3 separate regions of the Mus musculus genome follow, and regions 1 and 3 are each linked to region 2. A link is a contact called in public ChIA-PET and Hi-C data. All regions are on one chromosome and are shown on one strand. The core of a region is the stretch at or near the end of the contact, and the rest is flanking DNA. Distances in the headings are between cores, read along the strand shown.

Region 1 (2,700 bases), core at 117-2,616, 99 kb before region 2:
GTCCATAATATGATCAAAATATACTGCACAGGTATATGAAATTCTCAAAAATAATGAGAATGTTATAATAAAAATAATTTTAAAAATTTAAAATAATACCCAGTAAAATTATCACTAGTATTAGTCGTGTGATACTGCTCAGAACCTCCCTTTGAGTCCACCTGTTCTCTGATGTGACACATGATCAGATTTTTCATTTCTGCTCACCAGCTGAAATTAGAGGAGTGGCTTTTCTTGCTATCAAAGAAAACAGACCTGATGGACAAAGAAAACATGGGGACCTTTCTATGGGTGTGCTGCATACGACATTCAACTCCACTCTCTTCTTGAGGATCCTGGCTTCATGTTTTATCAGTCACAACCTTTCATTGTGTTCCTTCTTACAGCAGCCCCTATTTTAAAGGTGCTTTCCAAATAACCTTATGTTTGGACTGAGTTAAAAATGCTAAAAACAGATGTGCTCGCTATCTTCCAGGAATGCTGCAGAGATCCTAAGGAGAGTGGACTCAGCACCACCTGGATTGGACCCACAAGACAGTAGCTACTATTAACAAGCCCAAAAGAAAAGAGAGAATTTGATTTTAGTGCCCTGTTAGAGATATTTGGGCAAAAGAAAGTGTATTTATGTGGAAAGTTTCAAGACATTACAAATGAGATAAAGCTAAATGAGAAGAACACAGACGTGCAGCCCATAGACCTCAGCTCGCCATATGTGAAGTATCAAATAAATAGCTTTTCTAATCTCAAATGTTAATCTCTCCTTTCAGCCTTCCTCATTTTATGGGACCAAATATTTCAAGCCTCATCTGGGTTCTATTACAATCTCAAAGACAACACGATATCTAGGAAAGAGTTTATATGTAAAAATCACTTAAACTCAGGCAGTGGTATAAACTGAAGTCCAGACTCCATTACCCCTAGATTTCATGTAATTATATTCCTTTTTCTTTAACTCCAAAATGATAATTTTCTCCTTTGGCACAGAGTCTCTTTGGCTCCAGGTTTGATGCCAATGCAGTCTTACTGTGAAAACAAATTAGAAGTAGGTGGTCTGGTTAGTCTTCACAATGCTCCATTTTAATCAGGCAGAGCAGTGGAGAGGACGGCTGTGGAAACGCTGGCGGGTCTTCAAACAACAGTGCACGCTGTCCATTTTACTCACAATGAAAAAGCTCTTCGGGAGATTTCGATAACGGTTCCCCTCCTACTCGGAGTCCACATTTGTAATGTTTATATAAGTGGGGCTATAAATCTTTCTCCAATAGACCCCATGGTTTCTGAGGCAGACTTCTTGTTATAAACTGCCTGTTTCCGGTTTGCCTGCCTAAGCAAGGCAGGCAAAGCCAGTTCGCCAGAGACTGGAACTAATTTAATGTGCTCCAGGTTTAAGCCCCTAGCCTGTGTGCCTTTACAGGGAGATTTTACACAGCGGATTACAGCTGACTTTAACAATGATTCATATGATAAGTGGCTTTCGATTTGTTTTTTAATGTCCGAAAGTATGCATTTGCAAAGGACATGTCATCAAAATAATGTTGTTAAAGTAATACCCTTAGAAAGGGAAAAGAAGGAATTCAACTTTTCATCAAAATGAAAAAGTTTAAATGTTATCCGTGCCAAAGACTCTTGCACATGAATTTAAGGGTTCTATTACACAAAATAAGACAAAGTTGTTTATAGACAGTTAAGCCTGGATGAGCTCCAAGATGTGATTGGTTAAATTGATACATTTTACCTCAAGGTTTGGTCCTGTTATTAAAAATACTGAAGCTATCATGAAAATGGACAAAAGCCCTATTCTTTCCAGCCTCAAAGAGATCCTGTGCGTTTTTTTTCAAAGATGCACCATTCCTTGAGACAAGCGCTAACTGAAACAGAAGCACATTCACAAACCTCCACTACCATCCATCAGGGGAAAAACAAAAACGTGTCATCTGTTACCTCAGCAACGCCCCGTAAGAAAGTAAACGGCACCACAGAAGCGAGGAGTCTACTAATCCTCTGAGTGTCTGTGCTGAGTACTCTCTACAACACCTTTTTAAAATACCAAATGTAAGAAGATAGGTTTGTCCCAAGCTGTTGATTTCTTCCAATTTTTTTCTTTTGAGATTCCTTCAAAGGGCAGGGCAAAGACATACAGTAGGGGGCAGTGTTGCACCACCGTGCTCTCACTTGGAAAGAATCAAGGCCAGACCGAAGGAAACCCAGCCATTATTCTTCATTTAGACTTATTACCCTAATTATTACAAAATTTCAGAGTTTTTCCTTGTAGCATAACCTGCTTTTTCACCACCTACATACCTACATACCATATTAAGATGTTTTAAGTGATACAAAAACAAATGTTTTTAATAACAAAACCAAATCCACCCAAATATCCGAGACATGGCTGATTGCTGTTTAGCCGTTGATGGAGAACTATTTGTTCAATGTCATATTTTAAAAGCACGAAGACTTCTCCAACTGCAAATATCCAGATGTTCTTTATTGTAAATATAATATCACATTGGGAGATGGCTAAAAAAAAAAAATGAATGAACCTTGGTCTAAAATGAAATGCAGAGTTGGTTTATAAAATACAAGTCAATGTGACCCATGCTAATTAGATAATTTTAAAAATATGGGGTAAGAAAATATTTACAAGTACAAAATGTCTTCATATCTTCCAGAAATAAACTCTTTTGTTCCATCTGCTGGGCT
Region 2 (2,700 bases), core at 56-2,555:
GGAAATGTCTAAGAGTCTCAGGTGATGGCAATTCCCTCCATGTCAAGGTCATCTCATTTTTTCCAGTCTCTTGGACTAGGCCCGGTTGTTTTATCAAAAGCAACGCACACTAAAGCCATATTTGCCCGCTTACAGCATTTAACAAATAAAATTGTGCTTTATCTATGTCCACTCTCCACTAGACAAAACTTAACTCCAGATGCTGTCAAATTAGGGGCTGGTTCTTTTAGTTCATCTTTATATTGCCAACCTCAATATGAGGCCAATAAACACATATGCTGAATCAATGAACAGATCCTCTAGCTAGGAGAGTGAAGATGAACAACTCCCAGAAATGCCACCTACCTGTGAGATCCAGAGTTCTATCCACAAAGACCACAGAAGCCCTGCCTGTAGCAGTCTTTTTCCTGTTCTTGGCGGGGGCATAATTTGCCAGATCTGTAGCGATGACCCGACTGAGGGGACCCACGGCGAAACACTCCTCTCGTACCCCTAGATGTTCACACAGAGAACTGAGGCCTGACACGAGGCATCTGATGTACAGCAGCAGCTCTGGGGTTAGGGCAGTGGCATCCACCTCACCCAAGCTGCTCAGCCTCCTCTTGTCGGGTCTGGCACTGTTAAGAGCGTGGACATCCTGAGGTAGCAGTGGGAAGAGGGTAGCAAAGGCTGGAGTAAAAGCGAGATGGGAGGCAACAGGGGCGAGAAACAACGGGACGTGGAGCACCTCGGCCGTATAGTTCTCGTTGCCCATCCACTCACAGAGCTTCTCCTCCAGCTGTTCGAACACCGGCTGCTGCCCCTCGAGCTCGGCCGCTGCAGCGGCCGGTACGTGGTTAGCAGTGAGGTGGACTGCGTGGCTCACGGCTGTGACCACCACACAGTGCTGAAAGTGACTGCGGCAAATGATACTCTGTAGAGTGTCTACGATCCGGCCTTTCAGCGGGCTGCTCAAAACGAAAACCGCCCGGGGCTGCTTGGCTCCCCCGCCAATGGCCTGGGGTTCAAATTCCCGCAGGTGACACGCAGGACCCTTCACCGCCTCCAGAAGCCGGCTGGATCCGCAGCTCCAGTGCAGGCTCTCGGCGCAGGCAGCGTCCAGGTAGACCACGGACCACTTCACTTTGGCCAGCACCTGCTCCCAGCCTTGCTGGGCAAAGGCCAGTATGCCCGCGGCGCTCATGATCCCGTATCGCCAGCTGGCCAGGGGTCTCACCGGCGTACGGGCGGGAACTCAGGTCAGAACGCAGGGCTTCCGGGTACTGAGTACTTTGACAGTCAACACAGTACACGTGGGCCTGTCTCTGACGCTCGGCGTTCGCGCGCGCGGTGATGACGTCTTAGGCGCTCATTGGCTGATCAGGCGCGCGGGCTGGCGGAAGGAACGTCTGCACTTGAAGGAGGAACGGAATGTGCTTACAGGGTCGATAGTCCCTGAAAAGCTGGAGGCAGCAGCTTTCTAGGAAAGAATTGAAATGGGTTTTGTTCGTCCCTCCCTTGTCAGCTCTCATCACCTTTTCCTCCAGGTTAAGAATTCTCGGGAATAATAAAACCTGGTCTGAAGCAAAGTACTTCCCCCATCTGAACTTGGAGAAGCCAAACAACTACTGCAACGTAATAGTTGGTCTTGTGTAGGTTATCTTCTGCGTTGGTGCACTCCAGCCTCGTGAAATACCTTTTGGGACCAGCAAGATGGCTCATAAGGCTAAAAGCGCTTGCAACACAAGTCGTATGACCTGAGTTTGATCCTTCGGACTCAATGTAGAAAAACAGGACCCGGAAAAATTGTCCTCCATGTGCCAATTGTGGAAAACGCACAATCACCCATCCCCAACACACACACACACCACATACACAGAGAGAGACAGAGACAGACACACAGAGAGAGACAGAGAGATCCTGTCTCCACACAGTCAAAAGGCTTTGGGGTCCATTTCACAGCTACTAAGATGAGAATTGGGTTGAGGAATAGATATACTGATCTACACATCTCAGTTTAGAACCTGTTTTATTATTATTATTATTATTATTATTTAATTGTGGAAACATGCATGAGATAAAAAAATTTAGTAATTTACTGTTCTAATTGTGTGTGTGTGAGTGAGTGTGTGTGTGTGTGTGTGTGTGAGTATGTGTGGACAGGATCTCATTGTGCAGCCCTAGCTGTCCTGGAACACATGATGTGGATCAGGTTCGTTGCAAACTCACAGAGATCTGCTTGCCTCTGCCTTCCTAGTGCTTGGATTAAACGTGTGTGCCACCATGTCCACCATTAGTCATTTTAAAATGTACAGTTCGGAAACATTAAAAAACATTCATGCTGCTGTACAACCAATCTTTGGAACTTTTTATTTTGCAAAATCAAAATAGTTTCAAAACTATATACCCTTTAAATAACAATTGCCACCCTCAACCTCAGCTCCCTGCACCCCCCCCCCAGCATTTGTCAGCCTCTACTTTAATCCTGTTCTCTTTGCATTGGCACTGTGGGTCTTATAATTGGGTCCCTGTACTATCTGCTTTATTGTGATTAACTTACTTCACCTAACATCATTCATCTAGTTGTGACACATGGCAATTGCTTTCATTTTAAAGTTTTATTCGTGTGTTTCTGTGTGTGAGAGAGTGTGTGTGTATACAGTTGGGTTTTGACCTCCCTAAAGCATATGCCACCATACCTGGTCTCTTGGCATGATTTGA
Region 3 (2,700 bases), core at 130-2,629, 130 kb before region 2:
TCCAGTAAGTGCTTTGTGTACACCTACCAAGACGGCAGGAAGGGCAGAATGATGCCCCACTTCCTGCAGTCTGTGGCTGTACAGAGGCTTTCCAGATGTGATGAAGACTGTGACGTACTTTCATCTCTGCGATCACACACCTTCTAGAAACAGCACAAAAGAGGACAGTTTATCTCAGCTTACAGTTGCAGAAAGATTTCAGTGTTTGAGAAAGCTAGACATTAGGAGCAGCTCAATCCCTGGCAGCAGCCTGAGGCAAAGGCTGTTCATATCGTGGCAGACAGAAAGGAGGAACTCAGGCCAGGAAAACTCGTTCCTAGTGAGCCATGTCTGCTAAGGAGGCCTCGCCTCCCCATACCTCCACTATGAGAATAGTCTCATAAGCTGAAGATTTCGGTCTGAAGCACAAGTCCGATGGGGCCTTTCAGAGTCAAACCATGAGCTTTTCTGCCTGGTTGCCAAGGGACAAGGGCTTCCCAGAGAAACAGTTTCCCAGGTCTAGATGCTCAGGCACTCAGCAGCCTGGGCTTTCAACCTGTGAGGGCTTGCCTTTAAGAAACAGTTCTTACTCCCCAGTGCAAAGTGTGTGCTTTACTGCCATGGACTAAGGCCTCCTAGTCACCTCACAAGTACAGCTGCATCGTCACCTGTGCCCACCCTGAACACAACTATAATTGTCTCTACGTTCCACTGCTTGCCCGGTCCATGCCTTTCAAAGTTCTCTGTTCTGATTTTGCTCTGGACTCTTGCGTTAAGCCAGGCAAAAAGTAGGAAACATTAACCATGCCACAGCATGAACATTATATTTTGAGAATTATATCTGCCAAATAGATTAGTCCATTATTTTTCAATGTGGTTTTATTCAAATGTTCAAGACATGGGAAAAATATAGGCAGATTTGCCAGAAGGTCACAGAGCTTCAAGCCCAGTTCTTAACAGGGTCTTTACTTCTATCTGAAACCTCATGAGTCCTCCTTATGCTCTGCATTTTTATTGGTAGTCTGGTCTTCCAGGCACCCTTCAGAATAGCCCTTAAGAAAAGCTCCCCCCCCCCCCCCCCGGGCTGGAGAGACTATTCTGTGATTTAAGAGCACGTGCTGTTCTTCCAGAAAATCCGAGTTTGGTTTCCAGCTCCCATATCAGATGGCTCACAACCACCTGTAACTCCAGTTTTAGTGAATGCAGTATCATCTTATGGCCTGCTCAGGCACACACACACACACAAACACACACACACACACACACACACACACACACACACACACCCCTTAACAAAAGGAAAATAAAAATGTTATAGCACTCTGGAAAGCTCCTGTAACTCCCATGCCTCCAAACTCCTCCCTCCTGGCCCCAAAAGCCAGGTCAAAGGCCCGATAGACCCACGTGATCAAGTTTATCCCAGCAGCACCTGCTCTCCTGGCTCCAGTTCTCCACACTAACCACTCTGTGTGTCGTCTCGACAAAAGCAACCCAAGGTTGTCAACATCCCTTTTAGCTTGTGGTTTTAAAGGATCTCTGTTTATCACACTGGAGAAGGCGTGTCAGCAGAAACAGACCACCCTGTGACAGTGGAAACTTGTGTTACAGGCTAGTCACACTCAGCAGACAGGAAGCCACAAAGGCCAGTGAGAACCCATGGTAGCTATTACCTTCAGGGGTCCACACCTAGTGACTTCTGCAAACCAGGCTCTAGCTCTGAGAGCAATGGCTCTCAACATTGTGTGATCTGTTAATACAGTTTGTCATGTTGTAGAGATACCCCCCACCATAAAATTATTTCTGTTGCTACTTCATAACTATAATTTTGCTACTATTATAAACCATAAGGTAAACATGATATGTGGGATATCTGATATTTGAACTCCAGAGGGGTCATAACCCCACAGGTTGAAAACCCACTCACTGTCGTTAAAGGTTTACTTTCTTAAAAATACCACTATAAGGCGGAACAACATTATGAACTAACCAGTACCCCGGAGCTCTTGACTCTAGCTGCATATGTATCAAAAGATGGCCTAGTCGGCCATCACTGGAAAGAGAGGCCCATTGGACACGCAAACTTTATATGCCCCAGAACAGGGGAACGCCAGGGCCAAAAAGGGGGAGTGGGCGGGTAGGGGAGTGGGGGTGGGTGGGTATGGGGGACTTTTGGTATAGCATTGGAAATGTAAATGAGCTAAATACCTAATAAAAAATGGAAAAAAAATACCACTATAAGCTGAGGTCTCGTGAACAACACGAGCCCATGGGGGGCAGTGTAAGGTCAAGCGCTAACGCTGCAGCTGTTGAGATGAGGCAATGATCCTGGGTTATGTGAGCAGGACCAACCTAATCCCAGGCTTTCTTACAGGTGGGCACTTTTCCCAGCTATGCCCATTGATGAGGTAACAAAGAGAGGCAACAGTCCTGTCCCTGAAGACTGATGAGAGAAAGCACAAGCCAATGAATACAGAGGCCCTGGAAACAGAAAGAACAAGGAAACAAATCCTTCTCACGTCTCTGGAGAAGAAGACATCCCACATAACACTTAATGCTAATTCAGTAAGTTCTACAGAATGATAAAGTGTTACATGTGTGTTTCGAAGTTTGAGGTCCTTTGCTACAGAGACAAGAGGGCATTAACGCAAGCAGTCTGTAAGGTAGAAAATGAGAAGCTCCACATTAGAGCATGGAGCTCTCGCTGAGAAAGAACAGTTGCTT

Evidence for each region. A called contact is a pair of places that touch in the nucleus more often than the background predicts. ChIA-PET counts read pairs in DNA pulled down with a chosen protein or histone mark.
Region 1: a contact with region 2 is called in a Hi-C map of uterus, with 3 times the contacts expected there. The contact joins the enhancer-like site here to the promoter of Scfd2 in region 2. A contact is called at or near these places in 10 of 39 promoter capture datasets (the 3T3-L1 cell line, 3T3-L1-derived adipocytes, the HPC-7 cell line and 6 more), 1 of 15 datasets of contacts at CTCF or cohesin (the NIH/3T3 cell line), 29 of 484 Hi-C or Micro-C datasets (the 3T3-L1 cell line, the C2C12 cell line, CD8 T cells and 16 more), 8 of 115 datasets of contacts at active chromatin or transcription factors (the NIH/3T3 cell line, the SCID.adh cell line, astrocytes and 4 more) and 4 of 9 other capture datasets (adipose tissue, embryonic tail, embryonic trunk and 1 more).
Region 3: an RNA polymerase II ChIA-PET map of memory CD8 T cells shows a contact between it and region 2, with 542 read pairs. The contact joins the enhancer-like site here to the promoter of Scfd2 in region 2. A contact is called at or near these places in 9 of 484 Hi-C or Micro-C datasets (CD4 T cells, CD8 T cells, LSK cells and 3 more), 4 of 115 datasets of contacts at active chromatin or transcription factors (the SCID.adh cell line, bone marrow-derived macrophages, effector CD8 T cells and 1 more) and 2 of 9 other capture datasets (adipose tissue and pancreatic islet).

Annotation. Positions count from the first base shown.
Region 1 is chr5:74,431,840-74,434,539 of GRCm38.p6, forward strand. The region is part of intron 4 of Scfd2 (Sec1 family domain containing 2); the gene reads right to left. Among named protein-coding and RNA genes, the nearest start is that of Scfd2, 99 kb to the right of the region's middle. Within about 2 kb of position 1,367, at least 60 of the 459 cell types and tissues checked have an H3K27ac peak or open chromatin away from gene starts, as enhancers often do. A contact at or near this core is called in 3T3-L1-derived adipocytes, the NIH/3T3 cell line, adipose tissue and 6 more, where this site is marked.
Region 2 is chr5:74,530,437-74,533,136 of GRCm38.p6, forward strand. It overlaps Scfd2 (Sec1 family domain containing 2), which reads right to left and starts at 1,306. Exons shown (of 9, transcript NM_001114660.2): 1 at 346-1,306. The coding sequence starts at 1,183.
Region 3 is chr5:74,402,797-74,405,496 of GRCm38.p6, forward strand. All of the region lies in intron 4 of Scfd2 (Sec1 family domain containing 2), which reads right to left. Among named protein-coding and RNA genes, the nearest start is that of Gm32064, 88 kb to the left of the region's middle. Within about 2 kb of position 1,380, at least 66 of the 459 cell types and tissues checked have an H3K27ac peak or open chromatin away from gene starts, as enhancers often do. A contact at or near this core is called in CD8 T cells, LSK cells, the SCID.adh cell line and 3 more, where this site is marked.